2 separate regions of the Sus scrofa genome follow, and region 1 is linked to region 2. The links are chromatin contacts, called in public HiChIP or PLAC-seq maps. All regions are on one chromosome and are shown on one strand. The core of a region is the stretch at or near the end of the contact, and the rest is flanking DNA. Distances in the headings are between cores, read along the strand shown. Region 1 holds the start of CEMIP (cell migration-inducing and hyaluronan-binding protein). Region 2 holds the start of ABHD17C (protein ABHD17C).

Evidence for each region. HiChIP or PLAC-seq counts read pairs in DNA pulled down with a chosen protein or histone mark.
Region 1: a contact with region 2 is called in an H3K27ac HiChIP or PLAC-seq map of alveolar macrophages, with 4 times the contacts expected there. The contact joins the promoter of CEMIP here to the promoter of ABHD17C in region 2. A contact is called at or near these places in 4 of 47 Hi-C or Micro-C datasets (alveolar macrophages, embryonic fibroblasts, epiblast stem cells and 1 more) and 1 of 2 datasets of contacts at active chromatin or transcription factors (alveolar macrophages).

Annotation. Positions count from the first base shown.
Region 1 is chr7:49,620,340-49,627,257 of Sscrofa11.1, reverse strand. It overlaps CEMIP (cell migration-inducing and hyaluronan-binding protein), which reads right to left and starts at 4,724. Exons shown (of 31, transcript XM_021098867.1): 1 at 4,455-4,724; 2 at 1,222-1,424.
Region 2 is chr7:49,537,342-49,544,114 of Sscrofa11.1, reverse strand. It overlaps ABHD17C (protein ABHD17C), which reads right to left and starts at 3,417. Exons shown (of 3, transcript XM_003128448.4): 1 at 2,644-3,417. The coding sequence starts at 3,236.

The DNA of each region.
Region 1 (6,918 bases), core at 3,475-5,974, 82 kb before region 2:
AGTGGCAGCTCTGTTCCCTCTGGGTGGGGAAGCTGTTTCCTGGCACAGAGGGAACTAAGCTGAAAGCAAATGTATATTTGATGACATTTCTCTGCATGCAGGCTTCCTTCTGAAGAGCCAAGTTTGAATGAAGCCTGGCACCAAAGCAGACAGAGGAAAAAGCAGGACAGGGAACCTACAGAGAGGCTAGGGTGGCCCCCAGAGGGGCAGATATTAAGAAGATCACTATGACAGGCAGGCACCCTAGATCTAGCCAATTTAACAAAATTTCCATGTGCCAGGCTCTTGGGAAAGGATGCTCAGGGCGCAGCTGATCAGCCGGAGAAACAGTAAAAATGAACTCAGTACTGGACGTCTCCCTCCACACCCATTACCATCCTAACCTCCTACTAACCTAACCAGATACAGGAGATTCTGCTCACTGTTCAAAGGAAACTGAGTGGCCTCCATATAATGACTAAAAAACAAAAACAAAAACAAAAACAAAAAACCTGAAAAGGAGACGATGATCCATTACTTGAATGAGCTCACACATCTGGGTATTTGCCATCATATGGAAAGAGAGGTGTAGCCTAGATTGATGATGGATGTGAGATCCTTGCGGATGCGACCCACAAACATAACTTTGTTCCCTTTAGGATCCCAAGCCATATGTTTCTATTTCTCTCTGTGTGTGTTTGTTTCTCCTTCCAGCCACACCTGTGGCATATGGAGGTTCCCAGGCCAGGAATCAAATCAGAACTGCATCTTCAACCTATGTCTCAGCTTGCGGCAATGCTGTATCCTTAATTCACTGAGCGAGGCCAGAGATGGAACCCACGTCCTCATGAATACTAGTTGGGTTCATAACCCGATGAGCCACAAAGGGAATTCCTGTATTTCTCTTTTGAGTTCTAACTACAAATGCAAAATGCATTTATCCTATCAAACTGTGCTGCTCTGTCAATACCACAAAAGGTACGAAAAGCAGGTCACTTAAGCGGCAGGCTTCAAAGAAGGCTGAGAGTAACTGCATTCACCCTTGTCATCCCGCCAGCCTTTCCCCACTGAATGCCACTCTTGCTATTTGATCCGTCTGTCCCCGGCCACCCAGACACTGCTGCAACAGACAGAATGCCACAGATCTTTGAAGAACCCCCTCTCTGCCTCTCATGCCAGTTCCTCCCCTCTTTCCTCACCCTCGATTCCAAAAGTGTTTCTGTCGTTCAATAGTTTTCCTACCAGAAAGTCTTGTGTGCCAGAAACCGGAACTGCATGGGAGTCAGAGAAGAGAGCTGGGACACCAACGTCAGCCAGGGCCCATGTCCTCCTGCTCCAGTCACATCACCAGGTAGACGGAAGTCACAGAGAGACCCCCAGCTTCTGTGGACTTGCATCCTTCAGCTCCATTCCTTTCAGATGGAGGGAGTGAAATTACTTCTGATCTAGTAAGAAAAAAAAAATACAGAAAACCTAAGAGCACCAGAATGTGAAGCGAGCAGAAACACACAAACACAGACACACATACTTTTGTGAAAAAAAAAAAATCTAGCTGTAAGATTGGACCCATTATAACTGCATCACCTAAACTCTTGGTGTATGCCACATATTAGTGATTTCTACCAGACAGAACCCCAGAGGTGGAGCTGGGGCAAATCTTCAAATCTATCCGAGACCAAATATGTGGCGAGACCCCAGGCAGAGCGGGTATCGTGGTCAGAGTCTCACAGCCAAGCCAGGTTCAAACACAGGGGAATGTGCTTCCAGACTGGTAACGAGCACTCAGGGGTTTCCTAGACCAGGCGCTGCCCTGGTGCAGTGACTTCCCACTTTATCCTGTAGGAATCCAGAAACAGGAGGTCCCTTGCCATCAATACCCCTGGAAACCTCACCCCCAACAGGGACAAGGAGGTTTCTTGGAAGATTCTGCATTCTTTTGAGAGAAGGCTCAAGAAGAATGGATCATCTCAACCAGGGGGCTGTGACAACATTTGGAAAATGACTTACTTTATCTTTCTTCCAAGTGGTACAGGTGGGAAAAACAGGCAACTGATTTGTTTCATGCAAAAATCTTCTATTTATCTTTGAATAAGGTTTTGTCCCCCAGCATTATAATCAACTTCGGCACTTTCATCAGTTCCATCCACAAGTTCTTAAACGTGAATACAAAGTGGAGCTGGAATCCCTATCAAACAATTACGAGGTTAGGAGAGTGAGCCGAGGGCTGGTGAACATAATTCAAAAGAAGTGTACTACTGTCTTTAAAATATACCTACAATCAACTACGATTTTAAGAGCTTTCTCTGTGCTCAGCACTGATATAAGCGCTTTACATTATGCTCCTTGATTCTCATTAGCAACTCTGCAAGGTAGATCGTGTTGTGCTTAAGTGACTTTCAGAAAGTCACAAGTGCTGTTCCAAATAATAATAGTAATAATAGTAACAATAAATAAAGATCCTTGATTGTTTTGACTCCCCATCAGCCTTCATCAGTCACAAACAGAAGCAGATCTTGTGAATTTCCTGCAATTTTAAAATGAAGGACGATACACATTCTGTTTAGGTGAGGATAACAAAGAGCCCCAGCCAATGTCATTTCTAACTGGAGAAGGGAGATGGTTAATTTGCACAGGTTAACCCCTACGGGTTCTCCCCACACTGTTTCCAAGCAACCAACTTGAAGTATCATCTACTGGGCTAAAGAGGACCCAAAGGAAGCTTCTTTAAGAGCTTCGTATGCACCTGGGAGGAAACGATTAGGATCAGAAAACAGCACAGTTGCTTTTGCAAATGCATTCAAATACATTCTCTATAAACGTGTTCTGATGTCACTGTAATTGTGAAACAAATAAGCCTCCCAGTGCCATATTCACTAAATAATTTAATACAACGGAACACGACCCTATGTCATGCGCAGAAAACAGTTGGGGGGAGTCCCTAATTAGATCTGGCATCATCCCGAAGCCTCAGTCCAATGCTTACGCGTCGCAGAGTTATAACACCCTGGAGGGTCTCGTGGTGCTGCAGAAAAGCCAGAGAAGCCCCTCGCGACACCATACCGAAGTCCTATACAGAGCTCAGCTGCTGGCTGCTCTCGGACCCGGTCACAAACCACAGATTCCCTATCCTCTGAGTGGCTCGTCGCCTCGGGACAGGATACCGAGAGCTCCCACAGACTAGTGGTCCCATTCCTCCTGCCCTGCGCCCCTAGTCCCTGGGTCTGGGAGGAAAGCGCGCGACTTCCCCGGGAGACCCAGGGCCACAGATCCGGAGTGGAGGAAGCGGCTGGGAGCTGTCCATGGTGGCGCGGCGCCTGGGCACGCAGAGCCGCCGGCTCCCGCCCCCGGGGCGCGCCGGGGATAGCGCTCCAGACCGCCGGAATGGAGAGAGAGGCTCGCTCCCAGCCTGCAGCCAGGCACTGGCTCACACATCAAAAGGTTGGTTTAAAAAGGGAGTTCTCACCTGTGGGCAGCGTTGGCTGGACAGAGCAGGACTCAGGACCTCAAACCCGGCTCCTGGCGGCGCGCCTGGGACGGCAGTAGCGTTGCACCCTTGAGGAACCGCGGCGGTCTCTGAGAGCGCTGAAAGCGAGTCTGCGGCGGAGGACCTGGGCGCACTGAGCTCCTTTCTCAAAAGCACATGCAACCCGCTGGGTCCATTCCAGAATGTCTCTGGCCCTGGTTCCCAGAGCGGCGAACTGGAGACCTGTCCACGGCCTTCGTCTGCGCTCCGCCAGGTCCCTGCCTTTCTTTCTAACCTAATTTGACCTTTCTTGGAGCTGATGTCCCGTGTCAGGGACCCCCGAACCCTCTTCCAACGATGCCAAGTTTGCAATCTCAGCCTAAACATCAGTAGGGGCCTTCGTGTTATCTAACATTCAATTGCGTTCACTTGGTGTGGTGCCAGCACGACTCTGGGTGCCTAGCGCTGCTGGGGAGCGCGCGGGCCGGGAGGCAGCGGGGAAATCCAGAAGGAAGACGGTGCTGAGGGCAGAGCAGCAGGGAGCCGACCTGTTGCCAGGCGTACGCCCGCTAGTGCACAGTGTGAGCCGGCTCTTTGTCGGCCGCACTCCGCGACCTGACCCTCCGCGCAGTCCCTCCTCTGCAAGACACTGCCCGGGATGCCTGCCCCCAAACCATTCAGAAGGAGGTAACTACAGAAAACGGGGATTTCCCCCCCCCCCCCGCTGGATGCGCTCCGGAGACACTGGCGCCCCCAGCACCTGCTGCTTGCAAAGGATCACACGATCTCAGAGAAATCCCACAGAGGACAGTGACAGGGGCATGAGCCCATCAACGGACGCGTGGAAGGACAGACAGAGAGAGAGGGGCTGAACAGCATAGAATGGACAAACAGAAGCCAGTAACAGTAACGTTTTCCGTATCACCGGTGGAGGTGCCATACCCCCCAACTTCCCGTACCTCTGAGCCTGGGCAGTCCGCGCAGCCCTGGCGCGCCGGCCTGGCCCCCTTACCTCCGGGTCGGTAGCCGAGACAGTGCCACGATTCGATTCGTAGGCCAGGAGCGCAACAGCCGGCGCGGTCGGGTAGCACACTGATGGGCCCAGCAAGCTCCCCGGACGTGGGCAAGCCGAATGGTAGTTCGTCTGGGAAAGCTGGTCTCAGCCTCCGGCCGCGCTCAGCCTCGCTGGCCCCACGCGTCCCGCCGCTGACGCCCGCCGTGCCGCTTGCGCTCGCCAAGCTTGGCAGGGCTGCACCGCGCCGCGCTCGCCCGCGCTCCCCGGCCGCCCGCCGGAGCGGCGGCTTTTATAGCGAGCTGTGGCTTCGGCCGGCCGCCCGGGGCTGACTCCTCCCCGGGGCCCCTGACGCCCGCGCTACCGACCCGCCCCCCGCCGAAGCTCCCCCCCTGCCCAAGTGGGGCGGGGGCGCCGCGCCCCGGCCGGAGCCGGGCGGGCTCTGGCGGCCGCTCTGGGAGACGCAGACCCGAGCCCGTGGAGCCCGGCGCGGCAGCAGCCAGGTGAGGGCGCTGGAGCCCAGGACTAGGTGGAGCGGTCCCCGAGGGCCGCTGAGAGCCATTCTCCCGGTTTGGAAGGGCTTAGAGGGTGGCCCGAGTGCGAGCATAAAACCCCACTCGCGCCCAGTGAAGAAGAGGCTATCAAGGGGAAAAAAAAGGCTGGCGTCTGGTGTAGAATCCAGGAGAGATGAGGCTCAGAATCTTTCTTTTTTTAATTTATCAGGAGGTAACAGGGAAGAACAAATCTGTCTCCCTATTAGATCTGTGTCTTTTATCTTAAACTTTGTGTTCTGTTGCTTTTACTTAGAATTAAGAATGTTGCCTGGAGCCTGAAATATACAGGATAACCTACTTTCAAGGCTCTGACCTTTAAGGGTGTAACACTTTTGCATTCACATGAAGATAAAAAGTTGCAGAGCAGAGAATAACATTTGTCTTGTTGGACGTTTACAGGGACATCATGACCTGACCTGGGTGAATAAAGGATTCCTGCACCAAGAAGCTTGCAGTAATTGAGCACACATTTCCCTCACCTTGTCTTTACTTACTTTTATTATTACTATTATTATTATTATTTGTCTTTTTTAGGGCCACACCTGCAACATATGGAGGTTTCCAGGCTAGGGGTCTAATTGGAGCTGTAGCCCCCGGCCTACACCACAGCCACAGCAACACCAGATCTGAGCCGTGTCTGCAACCTACACCACAGTTCAGGGCAATGCTGGATCCTTAACCCACTGAGCGAGGTCAGGAATCGAACCCACAACCTCATGGTTCCTAGTCAGATTGTTTCCACAGTGCCAAGACAGGAACCTTTCCCTCACCTTGCCTTTAAAACACTTTGCTGAATGAAACCCTTCAGAGAGTTGAGGGTTTTAGGGTACATCTCCTTTCATGGCCCTGCAATAAACCTTTCTCCGGTCTGAATTCCAACTTTTTTTTTTTTAAGGTGTGTGTGTGTGTGTGTGTGTCTTTTTAGGGCCGCACCCACAGCATATGGAGGTTCCCAGGCTAGAGGTTGAATCGGAGCTACAGCTGCCAGCCTACAACAGCCACAGCCTCATCTGCAACCTACATCACAGCACACGGCAACGCCGGATCCTTAACCCCACTGAGCAAGGCCAGGATTGAACCCGGTCCTCATGGATACTAGTCGTGTTCATTACCACTGAGCCATGACAGAAACTCCCAAACTCCACCGTTTTGGTTTGTTTGGCCTTATTGTGCACCTGGCACACAAACTTGCATTTGGTAACAAGGAGAGAGCGGTCTTAGAAAGAGATCCTAGAATGGGACCTAGCAGTCCCTCCAAGAGGAAAATTCAGGGGCTTTCAATCAAAGAGACCTTGGTTTGAAAACAGAGTCAGACATTCCGGGTATGTGACGGTACAAGGATCTTCACCTCCCTGGGCATCCGTTTCCTCATCAGGAAAATGGGTTTTCTGATGTTTCCTTACTGACTGGTAGGACTTATATGAGATCACAATAATACGGCTACCTAGCAGGTCTTCAGTAAGTTAGAATACATCCCATGTGTAGGATAGGGCTCTACCTTCTTAACTGGACAGACCGAGGTCCTCAAGGGTTACAGCAAAAGGTAAATATCCCCCGTGCATGAGAAAACAGTACTAGAGGAAAGAGCCCATATCACGTCCCTAGGGCCCGTGGAGTCTCCTTTCAACTCAGCCACCAACGTGCCATCTACTCTTCCTCTCTGTCTATTGTACTCCCTTCCACTTTTTTTTTTTTTTTTTTTTTTTTTTGAGCTTACAATGCAGCCCCTCACCTGGTTAACTGGAGTCCTCCTAGACTATATATTCCTTTGTCCCTTCCAGCTAATGCCATGTGAGAACCACCTTTGTGGGGGGCCATCTTCATTCTAGGTAGGATATGCCACTTCATATATCTACGTCTGGGCTTTGGGGCTATAGTCAGACAGAAGCTGCTGGAGTCTGTGTGCATGT
Region 2 (6,773 bases), core at 2,168-4,667:
TCGGCACATGTGGTAGGGGGCATGGCTGCCCTGGCAATGATCTGAAGGGAGCTCTAAATGGGCAGAGAAGACGGCGTGTTGCAGGCAAGACTAGAGCAGAAAAACAGAGACCATGGAAGGCTGAAGGAAGGCGGTTATGGGACTGCCTAGCTTCAGAGATGAGTAACTCCTAAGCCATTAGAGTAACTAAGACACGGGTTAACGAATCCGACTAGGAACCATGAGGTTGCGGGTTCGATCCCTGCCCTTGCTCAGTGGGTTAACGATCTGGTGTTGCCGTGAGCTGTGGTGTAGGTTGTAGATGTGGCTCGGATCCTGCGTTGCTGTGGCTCTGGCGCTTAGGCCGGTGGCTATAGCTCCGATTTGACCCCTAGCCTGGGAACCTCCATAAGCCATGGGAGCGGCCCAAGAAATAGCAAAAAGACAAAAAAAAAAAAAAAAAAAAAAAAAGAATAACTGAGACACATAAATGCATTTCTAAAAAAGCTGATAAATGGGACCGCATGGTGTGGTAGAAAGAGTGCTAAACTCGCAGTCAAAAGACCTACTGCTCGTTTGCTAGGCTGCTCTTCCCCAGGCCTCTGTCAAATGAGGGGAGATGAGGACAGTGTCCAGAAATGAGCTGGGAAATAAACTGAATTGTTCATAACCAGCATGCTTTTTCTCTTTCCCTTTCTTCTTCTTCTTTAAAGATATTAAAAAAAACAGAGACTGCCATGTGTATTGCCCACGGTGTGTGGGGGGGGTGGATATTGTTTTGTGAGACATTTGCTTCATTTACATAGACACAGATGTGTATGCTTGATCAAGATCTAAAATATGTTTCTTATTGTGGGGTCACAGTCAAAAAAAGTTTGAAAAGCACAGGACAAGCCTTTAAGTTCTAATCTATTTTACAGGTGAGTAAATCAATCTAGGCAAGCGTCCTGGCCTAAACGTAGATAAATTCTGGGCAAAAATTAGGTGTACCATCACATAATTCAAAAGTAACCTTATCCAAAGCAACAGCCATAATTAAATTAAATATGAGAAAAGACTCCAGCCCACATCTGCTGTTACACAGACAAACCTGCATATTCGGGGCAAAGGGTTAGCCTGCCATCTGAAAGGCTTTCATTCTAATCCAGACACGCATGTATCAGAACAGTGTTCTACAGAAATTTTACCATAAAATCTACTCAAGGCAGGATTTTAACAATTTCACCTTAAAGAGATCTAATGCCAACCTTTATTTTTAATACGTTTACCAACAGCAAATTCTAGCAATCTATTGACTGTGTGTGACACACATACTTTTGAAACCCTTTACTGGAACACGTGGCTTTTAACTACTTGTAGATCGACTCAGTGTATCTGTGTAGGGTATATTTTCATCAGCCTAAATCACTTTTGAAAAGCTATCATCCAAATGAAGTCCTTCAGGACTTCAGAACATGAATAAGCAACGTACTAAATCCTGAGAACTTCCCTGTTGGACAAGCCATTTTCCCAGAAAGGCACAGGGGAATTTATGACCATATGAATGAACAGGAATCAAGACAAATCACTAATGCTGGCTGTCGGCATAAGCCAAGCAAACACATTTTAGATAGAGACTGGCAGTGTCAAGAGCCCTAACAGTGCCAGCTATACTTAACTCTAGGGAGCCTCTCATCTGAAGCAATCAGATGTCATTTCAGACATGATCTCAGGCTATCTTCCCCATCACTGCTATGAGGTATTGGGGCAAAGTCATAGATACCCAAACAGGAGCACAAACAGGTGAGTGACGCGCCCACTTACCAGACTTCAGTCTAACTTGAGACTAAAGCTCACGTTTTGCTTGCAGGTCTCTCTAGGTCTAGCTCTGAAACCACGCCCCCCAATTTGTGCCGTGCGCATAAAAGACGCTCCCGCAATACTTTTCCAGTCCTTCTGTGAATGCTAACTCAAGGTCAAGAGAGTCCCCAAACCCTATAACATAAATTTGAACTCACCCTGGGCTGTTACTGAGGCTCAATGGAAGATGTCAGGCCCACAGCCACCGGCTAACTTCCTGCCCACAGTACCAGGCTACTCAGCCCCCGACACCAACAGACCCTCCAGCTGCCACCACAGCTGCCCAGACACCGCCCCGCAGAGCACTGTACAGCCAGGACGTCTTTTGGAAGTCACCCTGTCTCGCCCCCTGATTTTACAAGGATCGAAACTCGGGTCTGGACCGTGCCTTGCCCAAGGTCACTTCAGCCCGAGGACCTCCAGCCTCCGGCTGCCAGCGCACGCAAACTAATCGCGAACCAAGTTGTTTCCGCCCGGTGCTTAAACAACCCCATGCTGCCACTAGCAGTGACCAGAACCACCAAAGACCCAGCTAGTGGGCTGGGGGCACTCAGGCATGCCAAAGCAGGCGAAATCCTGCGAATCTGGGCTTTCCAGGAACCAGAGGGTTGGCGGGATTTGGAGAGTGGGTGGGAGAAAGCCAGGGATGGAGAAGAAAAGAGAATCCACGGCGGCCAGGAGGGCTCTCTGCTCGCTCACAGCCCCGGAGGAGGGGCCCCTCTCCCTGCAGGCCACCGCAGAGGCGCCCACGGGACCCCCCCCCCCCGCCCCGAGTCCGCCTCCCCGCAGCGGCAGGCCAGGCCTGGCGACCCCCGCCGGGCCCACCTGGTGCGCAGCGCCTGCCACGCGGCGTCGATGTCGGCGTAGAGGTTCTTTTCGGAGGGCTTGCCCGAGCTGACGCCGTAGCCCGAGTAGTCGTAGGAGAAGATGTTGCAGTTGATGCGCGAGCCGAGGCCGATGTAGAAGCTGCACATCTGGCCCAGGTCCACCGCGTTGCCGTGCGAGAAGAGCAGCGTGTAGCGGCTGGAGGGCGCGCAGCGCACGAACATGCAGCCGAGCCGGTTGTCCCGGGCCGTGCGCGAGAAGAAGACCTCGACGGCGTCCAGCTCGCGCTGCGAGTACTGCCAGTCGGCGCGCTCGCTCAGGTGCAGGCTGCACGCGCCGGGCCCCGCGCCCGCGCCCTCCTCGGACTGCTGCGGCGCTGGCTGGGCCGCGGCGGTAGCGGCGGTGGCGGCGGCGGCCGGGGCCGGGGCAGACGCGCCGGGGCCCCGCTGCTCGGGCGCCAGCACCGTGTAGGTGGGCTCGGGCGGCAGGAAGGCCAGCTTGGCGGCGATGCGGCTCGGGCAGGGCGGGCAACAGAAGAGCCAGCACAGCTCGCCCAGCGAGAAGCCGTTCATCCTGGGGCCTGGCTCGGGCATCGGGGCGGCCTCGAGCCCGCCGCCGCCGGCCCGGCAGGCAGGCAGGTAGGCAGGCTGGCTGGCTCGGGAGCGAGGGCGGGCGGCGAGGAGCGGGCGAGCGAGCGCGAAGGGTGGCTGCAGCCCGCCCGCCCGGCGGCAGGAGGAGGGAGAGGGGGAGGGGAGGCGCAGGAGGGGGGAGGCGGGGCCGGCCCGGCGGGCGCGGCGCTTCGAGCCGGGGCGGGTCAGCGGCGGCCCCGCGGGCCGGGCGCGGCGCGGACGGCCCGGGCCCGCGCGCGGCACACAAAGCCGGCGGCGGCGGCGGCCATGCCGGTTCGAGCGCGCGGCCCCCCGCCCCCAGCTCCCGCACGCCCGCTGCCGCCGCCACTTCCGGGTTACAGCGCGCGGCGGCCCCACCGGGACGCGGCGCCCGGACGGGCTTCTGGGCGGGGCTCCCCGGACTCTGGGAGCGAGGGCGCGGGCACCTGCACTGGCCTGGGAAGCGCGTCCTCTCCTGGGACAGATAGAGGCCCCGAGCAGCGGGCTTAGGTGTCTGCTTGAGGGGCAGGTGGGCTGATCCCCGGACGGGGCCCTGGAGGGGGCACGGACACCTTCACCCCTCTGGGAAGCACGGCCTGGGATCCACAGGGGCCGGGAGGAGCGGGGTGCCCCAGCTTCGGCATGGGGGGCAGGAGGGCCGAACGCCAAAGGGGACCGTGTAATTGGCCCAGGTATTCTCCTGGATCGGACTTTGTCCCACTCTCCCCTCCCCACTGGGATTCCCTTCCCCAAATGCAAGTTTTTTCCTGCTTGGAGGTTCTTGGGAATCTATTGCAAAATGAACGAGTGGAAGAGAGTTGGTTCCTATGTTGTGAGCCACAGGAAGTCCTAAGTGGAAGAGAGTTGGAATGAACCTGAAATATCTGACCCTTTGAGCCCATGATGCTTTCTGAGCTGCCTCTTCCCAGAGTCTCAGGACCATAGGGGTCCTGGTGGTGTAGGGTGAAGCCCTTATAGGAGGCTGTTGCTGCATATACAGCCACGGCATTACTTTCCTAGGGCATGACTGGGCCTTTAGTAAATCCCTGTGTCTCTAAAAGTCACCTGTTATAACAGGGCCACACTGTATTTAGCAACATACCCTGCATTGCAGTTGTCATTTCTAGTCCCACGTGCAATAGACTTTCTCGTAGTAACTAAGTGTCCTTTAGAGTGCTGGTTTCTCTAGACTTGTTTCCAGTCCAAAATTTTTAATGGTCTTAATCAGGAAAGAATTCTTAAAATGATTTAAATCCATTGTCATCTTGGCACTCACCTTTAAGCAAAGTTCCCCCACCCACCAAATATTTTCTCTCAATGCCTTGAAACTGTGACCATACTCTGGTGCCAGTTTCACAGAGCCTTCCATACTTCCTCTTCCCCTCCCAGCTTGGCAGCTGAATTCCCTTTCAGGAATTGACAGGAGATACCCTTCCGGGACTGCCAGCAGGGCAGCTAGAGACACGGAAGTTGGCAGCATCGCCACTCTCGGGTCTGTTGTTTTAACCCACAGATGTCCTGAGGAGAATTTAAACTTTTATTGTGGCTTCTGTGGAAGGAGTGTTTTTGAGCCCCCTCATCTAAATCACTTTGCCCACACCAATTTCAATGACCTTCAGGACAGAGTTTTAAAAGATTATTTCTTGGGAGTTCCTGTTGTGGCGTTAGCAGAAATGAATCCAACTGGGTTCCGTGAGGATGCAGGTTCGATCCCTGGCCTCTCTCAGTGGGTTAAGGATCCAGCATTGCCATGAGCTATGGTGTAGGTCACAGACCCAGCTCAGATCCCGTGTTGCTGTGGCCGGTGACTGTAGTTCTGATTAGACCCCTAGCCTGGGAACCTCCGTATGCTTCCAGTGCGGCCCTAGAAAAGACAAAAAGAGGAAAAGCCTGTCTAAAGAAAATCTGGTTGGCAAAGCCTGTTCAGACTATGTATTTGAAGGCTCTTTTAAAGTTATTCACACCTGATAAAGTTTCACCTAAAACCAAATTTTTATCTGTGCCGCAGAGCAGAGCAACCGAACCTTTCTCACCTCAGGCCCCATGTAGTCATGGTCAAGTTTGTGTGGCCCCCTGAGACGCCGCTGCCTGGGACTCAGCCTCCCCAGGCTGAAGGGGTTCAACATCTGAACACACCTCTAACACAATACCCGCAATGAATGTGGCTGTGTGCCTTGGAGTATTGGTTGGAGAACTTCAACAGGCAGCAAGAAAGAATACATCACTTGCTCTACAGAGTGCAAAGGTCAGGGATTACTAGCTGTTCACTTTGACCTCAAAGAATGCCTCTTTGGCTCCTCAAGTTATAGTAGACAAAGGTCTAACTTTGAGTCTGAGTCAGCAAACTTATTTACTAGGTACTGACCATGAGTCCCTCACTGAGTTGAAATGCAACAGTGGCTGAGGGCTGAGACACAGCCCCCCTGACCCCTCAAGCTCATTGTATGACCTGATGCTCAGAATAACTCTGCATCTTGCTAAGCCAGTAAACTGAACAGGATTCCAAATAGCTAAATGCATTGGTCTCTGTAATTTTAATATTGGCCCTTTGCACATTGAATTTTTCTTCCAGATCAGTCTGCTTGACTTTGAGTTGGTCAGGATCGCCTAGGTTGTGTCAACAGTTTAGAGGAGAATGACCGATTTTTCACCATAAGAAAAGAATATTATGCTTAAAAACTGAATATGGAAGTTCCCTTGTGGTTTAGCAGGTTAAGGATCCAGGGTTGTCCCTGCTGTGGTTCTGGGTACAGCTAATGGCTCGGATTTGATCCTTGGTCTGGGAACTCCTATGTGCTGTGGTCGCAACCAGCCCCCCCCCCCCCCACCAAGAAACGAAAAATGGTTGTTTTGATGGAAAGTAGAAGAGAAACCTAAGATACACTACCATGTTTTACTATTTCTTGTTCTTTTTCTTTCTTTTTTTTTTTTTTTTTTTTTTGTCTTTTTGCCATTTCTTGGGCCACTCCTGCGGCATGTGGAGGTTCCCGGGCTAGGGGTCGAATCGGAGCTGCAGCCACCAGCCTACGCCAGAGCCACAGCAATGTGGGATCCGAGCCGTGTCTGTGACCTACACCACAGCTCACGGCAACGCCAGAACCTTGACCCACTGAGGAAGGGCAGGGATCGAACCCTCAACCTCATGGTTCCTAGTCGGATTCATTAACCACTGCGCCACGACGGGAACTCCTCTTGTTCTTTTTCTAAATTTCAGGACTGGATATTCAGTGACGGTAAGGATCATATCTATTTTGGTCCCCACCGTTTCCCTCATGCCTGGCATAGAGGAGATACTCAGTAAATATTAATTAAATCTATCAATGAAAGAACACAGGAGTAGAGCTCCCATCGCGGCTCATCAGAAATGAATCTGACTAGTATCCATGAGGACACAGGTTTGATCCCTGGCCCCTCTCAGTGGATCAAGGATCCGGTATTGCCGTGATCTGTGGTATAGATTGCAGAAGAGGTTCGGATCCCACATTGCTGTGGCTGTGGTATAGGTCAGCAGCTGCTAGCCTG